Linked DNA regions of Pan troglodytes: region 2 is linked to region 1. The links are chromatin contacts, called in public HiChIP or PLAC-seq maps. All regions are on one chromosome and are shown on one strand. The core of a region is the stretch at or near the end of the contact, and the rest is flanking DNA. Distances in the headings are between cores, read along the strand shown. Region 1 holds the start of ARMC2 (armadillo repeat containing 2). Region 2 holds the start of CEP57L1 (centrosomal protein 57 like 1).

The links. HiChIP or PLAC-seq counts read pairs in DNA pulled down with a chosen protein or histone mark.
Region 2: an H3K4me3 HiChIP or PLAC-seq map of stem cell-derived excitatory neurons shows a contact between it and region 1, with 3 times the contacts expected there. The contact joins the promoter of CEP57L1 here to the promoter of ARMC2 in region 1. A contact is called at or near these places in 1 of 7 Hi-C or Micro-C datasets (induced pluripotent stem cells) and 1 of 1 datasets of contacts at active chromatin or transcription factors (stem cell-derived excitatory neurons).

What each region holds. Positions count from the first base shown.
Region 1 is chr5:120,763,288-120,767,263 of NHGRI_mPanTro3-v2.0_pri, reverse strand. It overlaps ARMC2 (armadillo repeat containing 2), which reads right to left and starts at 2,356. Exons shown (of 18, transcript XM_054686854.2): 1 at 1,775-2,356. The coding sequence starts at 1,926.
Region 2 is chr5:121,007,796-121,011,771 of NHGRI_mPanTro3-v2.0_pri, reverse strand. It overlaps CEP57L1 (centrosomal protein 57 like 1), which reads right to left and starts at 1,779. Exons shown (of 11, transcript XM_009451799.5): 1 at 1,092-1,779. The coding sequence starts at 1,202. It overlaps SESN1 (sestrin 1), which reads left to right and starts at 1,714. Exons shown (of 10, transcript XM_016956098.4): 1 at 1,714-2,545. The coding sequence starts at 2,267.

The DNA of each region.
Region 1 (3,976 bases), core at 1,107-3,606:
ACAGGAGGAGAAGCTGACTTCAAGAGGAAAGAAGAAAGAGGCTGAGTTCTGTCTTGCATCACACTATCCTGAGTCCATGGTATCCACAGGACCTCTAGAGGGTGAACACCACCAGCAGTAGGAAATTTGAAAGTGAAGAACTTTTTTTTCAACAAGATATTTCTTATTGGTCTGGGTGAAAGCTCAGAGTCATAATTTATAGAAGTTTATAACTAATTATAAAGACCTGTCTTTATCGTTGCTGCTAATAGCCACTGGAACCAGAGCCTTCTTGCTAAATGCAACACTGCACTACCAGGATGTCTGCAACAGGGGAAAAGCAGGCCAGCTTCACAGTCTTCCCTGCAAATCAAATACTCAGGACCCTTCCATAACTCTGAATCATTTTTGTATTAATATGAGCATCCAAAGAGGCAGTGGTTAAGTGCTTAGATGCTGGAGTAAGAGTTTAAATGCTGACAATTCACAGCCATGTGACCTTAGGCAATGCCTCTAATATCTCTAAGCATCAGTTTCCTCATCTATAAAAGGTGGATAATAATAATAATTGCCCCATAGGATTGTTTGAAGAATTAAATGATATAATACATGTAAAGTGCGTTAGCACGGTGCTTTAAAAATGTTAACATTTTAAAATATGGCCCTTAAAGATGTTAACAATTATTGCCCAAGTGCTACATGATAAAAGGATACAGCAAAATCATTTCCACGAATGAAAAACTACATTTAAAAAAAGAAATTGCAAAAGAGAGAATGACGTTTGTTCAGTGTTTCTATACATAAGTTTTTTTTATTATTATACTTTAAGTTCTAGGGTACAAGGGCACAATGTACAGGTTTGATACATAGGTATACATGTTCCATGTTGGTTTGCTGCACCCATCAACTCGTCATTTACATTACGTACTTCTCCTTTTAAAAGGCGGGTGGTGGTACTTGCCTTTATGAAAACAGATAATTTTTATTAAGCATTTTATTGAATATCAGCTATGCCAAATCAACATCAACAACCAGAATCCCATAGATTAAGAAACCAGGATAAATATAATAAATGGTGCTTGCTTTTCAACCAAATTAAAGTATAATTATTATAAATCAGGGTGGGACGTAAGATCTGTTGTGTTACTTGTGGGAATGGATCACAAAAGGCATTATGTATACACTCCATGATTTTAAAGTATGTTAAATATTGTTACACATACATTTTTATTTATTGAGGCCCTGTTGCCTGGAAGTGCCCAGATATAAACTGTATGACTCTGGCCCGGTCACCGCCTGCCTAGACAAAGCCCCTTAGTCTACCACTCTCATTCAACAAATATTACTGGGCTTCTTATTAAGCACCACGCACTTGGCTAAGTGCGACAGTACATAAATAAAAGACAACCGCTCCGGACCCCTGACAGCATGCACAGGGCACTCATCGTCTCTCTACCCCGAGGACACACAGGCGGACGACGGCAGGAAGGGTCCCCGGGGAGCCGCTGGAGACACCTCACCTCCCGCGCGGACAGCGGCTCCCCCACCCACGGCAGTGCCCGCTCCTCCACGGTCCCGGCCAGGGCAGGGCGCAGCAGCATCCTCACCCCGCCCGGCCACCCTCCCACTTCGCCCCGCAGCCAGCTTCTCCATGGTAACCGTACACAAACTACCTCCCGCCGCCGCCCCGGCAGCCAGACCGCAGGGCCAGGCCGCTGCAGGGCGGGAGAGGCGGGCCGGGGAATGAGCTTGGCGAGGGCTCAGGGAAGGAGGCTTCCGACCTGACCCAAAGCACCTGTGATGAGCACTGGAGATAGCAGCGGCTGCGAGGTTCAGTTCATCCTCCGGCTCTCCCCGGGTGGCGGCCAGGGATGCAGCGCTGGCGCGGGCTGGGTAACCCCACGACGCCGCTCGGCCACTGGGCCTGCGCGGGTCCCGCCAACGCATGCGTAGAAGCTCCGAGGCGTGGCGACGGCCGGAGCGGGTGGGAGGAGCCTGGAGAGGGCTGTAGGCCGGGAGGTCAGATCAGAGCAGGCGTCGTGGGCGGGTGTCCGCTTTTCGTTTAGCAATTTGCCGAACCACATTTGTTGCTCCCCTGCCGGATCCCAGCACCTCTGTTAAATAACAGCAGGCAGGACGGAAGCTTAATGCTTGTGGGTAAGAAGGATTTACTGGCTCAGGTTAGGGCTCTGTATAACCTGGAGCCACTTGCTGAGCTTCTGTTTCCTCCGATGTCAAGTGGCAGGAAATATTAATAATAGTACCTAGGTAGGTCTTGGGCTGTTATGAAGACTGCATGAGAAAATAGATGTAAAGCGCTATGCACGTGGCAATCAACGAATATTAAACTGTTGGCTGTTATTAAGCCCTTGCATTTGTAGAGCCCTTCAGAGTTCGCAGAGTGTATGCACGTAATCGTACCTTCTGAGTCTGAGGTAGGCAGCCTGGCGTCCCCATCCACAGGAGAGGAACTGGGGGCCTGAGGTGTAGTGAGCAGGAGAAGGAGATTCCAGTCTAGGTCTCCCGTGGCCAATCGTTTTTTGTTCGTGCATCATCACAGTTGAACGGCAAAAAGCACTCCATTTATGTGTTTCTAGTTTAAATTCCCTTCTCTCCTATTAGACCATTTAGCAACACTGTACAGTGTTAAATACAAGTGAGATCATAAGCACTCTTCATTCAGGTTTGCACCACGTTTTATAAATATGGAGATTTTCCAGCTGAAGTGCTATTTGTCATCAACATTGGGAAAATGCCACTTCCCTTGGTGCTAAGCATCTTGTAAAGAATAATTAAATTGAAAATATTTTTGAGCACATACTATGTGTAAGGCATCGTGCCAGGTGGGAAATTATACTAACCTGAACTAAAGGAATGTAAATATTCTTCAAAATACTCAAGAGGATTTCAAACATAACAGAAAATAAATACCTATTCGTTGATTGGATAATTTTAGGACCCGAAACAGCCCTGGATTTTTCTGCTCATTCTTAGATAACTGACAGTCTTGTTGTAACTAAATCTCAACCACAGCTTCATTTCAAAACTATAATGTTCGGTGCAAGATATAAACAAATGCATCAAACTTCAAAAAGTCTTCCTCCCCCATTCCAGCCCCAGGCTTAAGGTCTCTAGCTGGCCTTCCCTGAAGGGGTGCACTAGGCTTAGGCTTGTCCCCGACCCCCACCCGCCCCCCTATTCACTAGAGGTTGTTTAAGGCCCAGCTTGGATCAAACTGGCAGTGAGGAGGAGGAGGAGAAGGAAGGAGATGGAGCATTTCTTCCTGGAGTTGAGCAGCTTCAAGCTTGCTGTGCTGGCTTATGGTTAAAGCAGCTCATGTAGGTCTTTCCTGGTCCTTTGTAGTCTCCCACTGATGGGGACCTCCCTCCTGGGGGCTTCTGAAAATCCTAAAAACCCAGGGTTTATTCCACCTTTCAGTGCCCCTTTAGATAGGTCCCAAGGGGAACCCTACACATCTGTCACCCTAGTGACTCTGAGAGCTCAGGCTTGTCTGGGTGCAGCCCCTTCTAGGCTGCCATAGGAGGGAGCTTTAGCTTACCCAGGAGTGAGTCAGGCTCCAGTTCTCCAGGCCACCTAACTACAGTCTCTGGCAGTCCCAGGCCCCTGGGGAAGCCCCTCTCGCTGGCTTGAGATGAAGGGCATAGCACCCCACACTCCTTTCTCCAAAGAAGTTTCCCCACACATCTTCCCTTTCCACTCTCTGACCCCTTATTTTTAGCCTCAGCCTGGGTGAGAGGCTGAGGGGGTTTTAGGTTTCTTTGTAACCTGCCCTATGGAGACTCTGCCTCACCTCACTTGGAACTGATGATTACATAATTACCATCTCAGTGGAAACATCAACCTAAAAACCTCTGGTACAGCCAATTACTAGCTGTGGTCTTGCACCCTAGGATCTTGGTCTAAAATAGACCATAAGCAAGCTACTGGAACCTGATGCTACCCAACTCAGCTGGCCAGGAAATATCTGCCGGGCAAA
Region 2 (3,976 bases), core at 530-3,029, 250 kb before region 1:
ACAACTAGTTCCTCTAACTAGTAAGACTGTCTTTTTCATTGTTGTATACTCAGTGCCTAGCAAGATGAAATTTTTAGAATTTAGTGCAATGCAATTCTGCAATGTAAAGAATTAAAATCTACACAGATTATCAGTCCACTGATGGCCGTTCAAACCTCGACTTTTCTCAAATAATAACTTTTTAAAAGCAAACTAATTTTAAGCAAATGACTGAATCTTTTGAAAAAGTCGACTAAGTTTTGGAGACTTTTACGGTTTTGCTTTCTTTTTCCTGCTGTATCCTTAAAGCCTGCAAGAATTCCTATCTAGGAATACTGGGGATTCTTTTACGAGATGGATTTGACAACTTGCTTTCAAAGCCCTGCCTAGGATTTCATTTGACTGAGCAAATAAAGCCCAGAACATCCCTAAGCAAAGGCAAACAAAGGTGCAAATGCGCAGAGATCCCAAATCCACCCGCGTGTGTCCACAGAAAAGGGCGGAATCAGAGGCAGCAGCGCGAAGCTCCAGTTTCCACAGCATCCTTCCTTCTTGGCCTTACTTAGGCCGTTCCCTGCGACCCTTGGGATCAGGATCCCAAATCCTTGCCTCACCCACCACACCCCGCGCTTGGGCAGCTGGACTAGTCCTTCCCACGCAAGTCACTGGAAAAAGTCCTTGGACTAAGGGAGGCCACCCTAGATGGCTTTGTCTCCAAAATCCCAGAGGAAATGGAGGAAGGAAAAACCCTGTCAAGGAAAGGTGACAACCCAGCTTACAGTGCTTACCAAGCAGACGCTCTCAGTCAGCCCCTGCCACCGCTAACCGTTGGTTCGCGGGCACCCACAGGCAACGTCGCGGTGGCCCCTGGGGGTTGTAGTTTCTGTCGCAAACAAAACGCGCCGGCAGCATCGAAACTACATTCCCCACAAGTCAACGCGAAGACGTCCTTCCGACTTAAATCTGGGGTTTGGAGTAATAAAGAGGCCGTCACTACTTTTAGGGTGATCTTAAATGTAGACTCAATTTCTTCCAGGAGTCCCTTCGCGCCCTCTTTCTTTGTCGTGCTTGTTTTATGTGTGACGAAGTCTCAGTGTACTTCTACGTCTTACTTTTTCCTTCCCCTTCTCCAGGACAGAGTCCAAACGTCCGGGAACGGAAACCGCCTCAGGGCGCAAGCTTAGCGCCTCCGGGAGCGCTTGGCCCAGTTCGCAGTCACGCATGCGTAGCAGCCGGCAGTGACTGGCAGCCGCGCGCGGCGCACTTGGGGTCCGGAGGTAGCCTGCCAGAGGGCGGGGCTTTTTCCTAAGGCTTTGCCTCGGCGGGTCGCGTCTGCCTGGGCGGGGAAGAAGGCGCTGGGGCCGGGGCGGCTCCCGGTTTGTGCCGGGCGGAGAAAGGGGAGGGGCTGGGGGTGAGGACCCCGTCTCCACTCCCTGCTCCCGCCCTCTGGGCTGATCCCCACCGATGGGGCTGGGCGAAGGGCGGGCTTTGCGCCTCGGGCCCCGCGCCCCGCCAGCTCCGCGGCCCAGCCTGGCTCTCAAGGATTGCCAGGGCCGCCCTGTGCCCTCTGGCTTGGCGGTGGTGGGCGAGGGCTCAGGGATCGGAGAAGTAGCGTCTTCCCGGGGGTGCCGAATTGGCGGGGCTGGGGGACGCTTTTTTTCACCGCCGCCCGCCGAGACTACGGCTGCCCGAGACTGCCGCCCTCCGACAGCGCCCAAGCCTCCGGCCGCTGCGGCCAGTGGGCCAGGGTTCGGCGAGCCTTCCCTGCCGGCGCCGGCCGGCTGCTGAGGCGCTGGGAGGAGCTGCGGAGGGCGGGGACTGGTGTCGGAGAAGGGGCGGGGTGGGAACGCCGGAGAGAACCCGGTGGCTGCACAGACAAAAAAGCCCCGAATGGCTGGAGGGCGTTCGACTGTTAACAGCCTTTTGGGGCAGAGCACGGATTTGACAGCTCCACAACGTGAGGATATCCACTGACCCCGCGAGACGGAGGAGAACGCTTCCCCGAAATTCTCTGCCCACCAAAGCCAGCGCTGCAAGGTTGCAACTTTCCAACTTTGTTTTTCCAGAAAGAAGACTGCCCTTTCGTGTACAAGGAGAGGGTGAGAGGGTGATCTAGCTTGTAGATCGGCTGAAGGCACCAGTGGTTCCAAATGTCACCCAGATGTGTGTTTTCATGACGATTTGATTTCTCTGATTTTATTTTTACGTTTTTCATTTTAAAAATACAAAGCAATTTTTTGGGGCATGCTGAAAGGTAACTGAAGACCGCAAAGGAAAAACTATTGTCATGGCTGAAGGAGAGAATGAAGTGAGATGGGATGGACTCTGCAGCAGAGATTCAACTACTAGGGAGACAGCACTGGAAAATATTAGGCAAACCATTTTGAGGAAAACCGAGTATCTTCGTTCGGTGAAAGAAACACCTCATCGTCCATCAGACGGGCTTTCAAATACCGAGTCTTCGGATGGGTTGAATAAGCTACTTGCTCATCTGCTTATGCTTTCTAAGAGGTGTCCCTTCAAAGATGTGAGAGAGAAAAGTGAGTTTATTCTGAAGAGCATCCAGGTAAGGAAGAGCATTTTAAATACAACTATGTCTCTAGTACAGTTAAATTTTACTTGCCGTTATTCACGTTGTGTTTGTTTCTATTAGGTTGTTATGTAAACTTTTATTATGAGTTTACACCTTTAGAGTGTTCTGTAAGTAAACAAGTAGTGTTTTTCTAGAGTTTTAGGCAGAAACTGCTTTGCTCCTGGAAGAATATATGAAACTACAGTTAATTCCAAGTAAATACTTGTTTTTCCTTATATTTCTTTTTACATGTTGTTGGAAAATGTAGCCAGTGTTTTTTTTTTCACATTGTCACAGTGTTCTGAGTGTAAAGGCTCACATTTAAAAGCCTCTAAAATGATAAAGGATATTAAATGTTTCCTAGTCAGCCTGTTCAAGATAATTGGTGGAACAATTTTCTCTTATTTTTAAAAACAAAACAAACCAGGATGTGTTCTCTAAATGCAACCTCTCTTTTTTCAAAAAGAGAATTATATAAAATAATAAAAACCTATCTTAAAAGAAGCTAACATCTTCATGTTGAAAAGGTGGACCCAGGTGGGGTATTTGATAGAAACACTTTTATGGCAAATTGCTCAACTAGCTTTCTCTGTGTTTGCCTGAATTGTTTCTTTTTCACATGTGTAGCTATTTAAGATATGAGTGCAGCAGGTTAAAAATATTATAGTTTTTCCTCCATTTCGTTCATAATTTATCCTGTTTTATTACAAGGTGTCTTAGAATACTTTTTTAAAGTTTTTAGATATTGACAATATTCAGCAACACCTTATATATGCTTGTCAATCTTTACATTTCTCAATCCACCTGTGTTGTCCAAAGTCCTGTATGAGAGATTTTTAAAATTTAAAATGTACTTGGGTAACTATGTAAGTTAAAAGTGACAGTTTTTATATACTGGCTTGAATTTAGTTTAAAGCAACAGAAAAATAATATCCACAAAATGAAGACTGTATTTAAGATCTTGGGATATTTCTTCTCACTAACACTTTGGAAACAATTGTTACAATTCAGAGTTACCCGAGAGGAGTTAATATACTAGGTAACTGAAGTTTACCCTTTGAAACACAAAAAGTTATTTCTCTATCTTCTAGACTGTAGTGACTGTAACAACCATTTTTGTCCATAATGGGGTCATCATTATGCATATCAACTATTGTTGTGCAGCAAAGGGTGGAGGACTGACTATATGATCCATTAGTTTTTATATTTTTGTGTGTAATTTTTATAGTTTTTCTGTTCTTTCCTTTGCCGTCAGGATACTTGACTTTGGTCTCTTCCTGATCTTTCATTTTGCTGCTTAATTCATATTGGAATGGGAAACCAGATAACCAATCGTGTTAAGAGTTATATTGAAAATAAAAGTAAGCAGGCTCTGGGGAGCATAGTATCAAAGGATTTCAATATAATGATAAATAAGTGGGTACT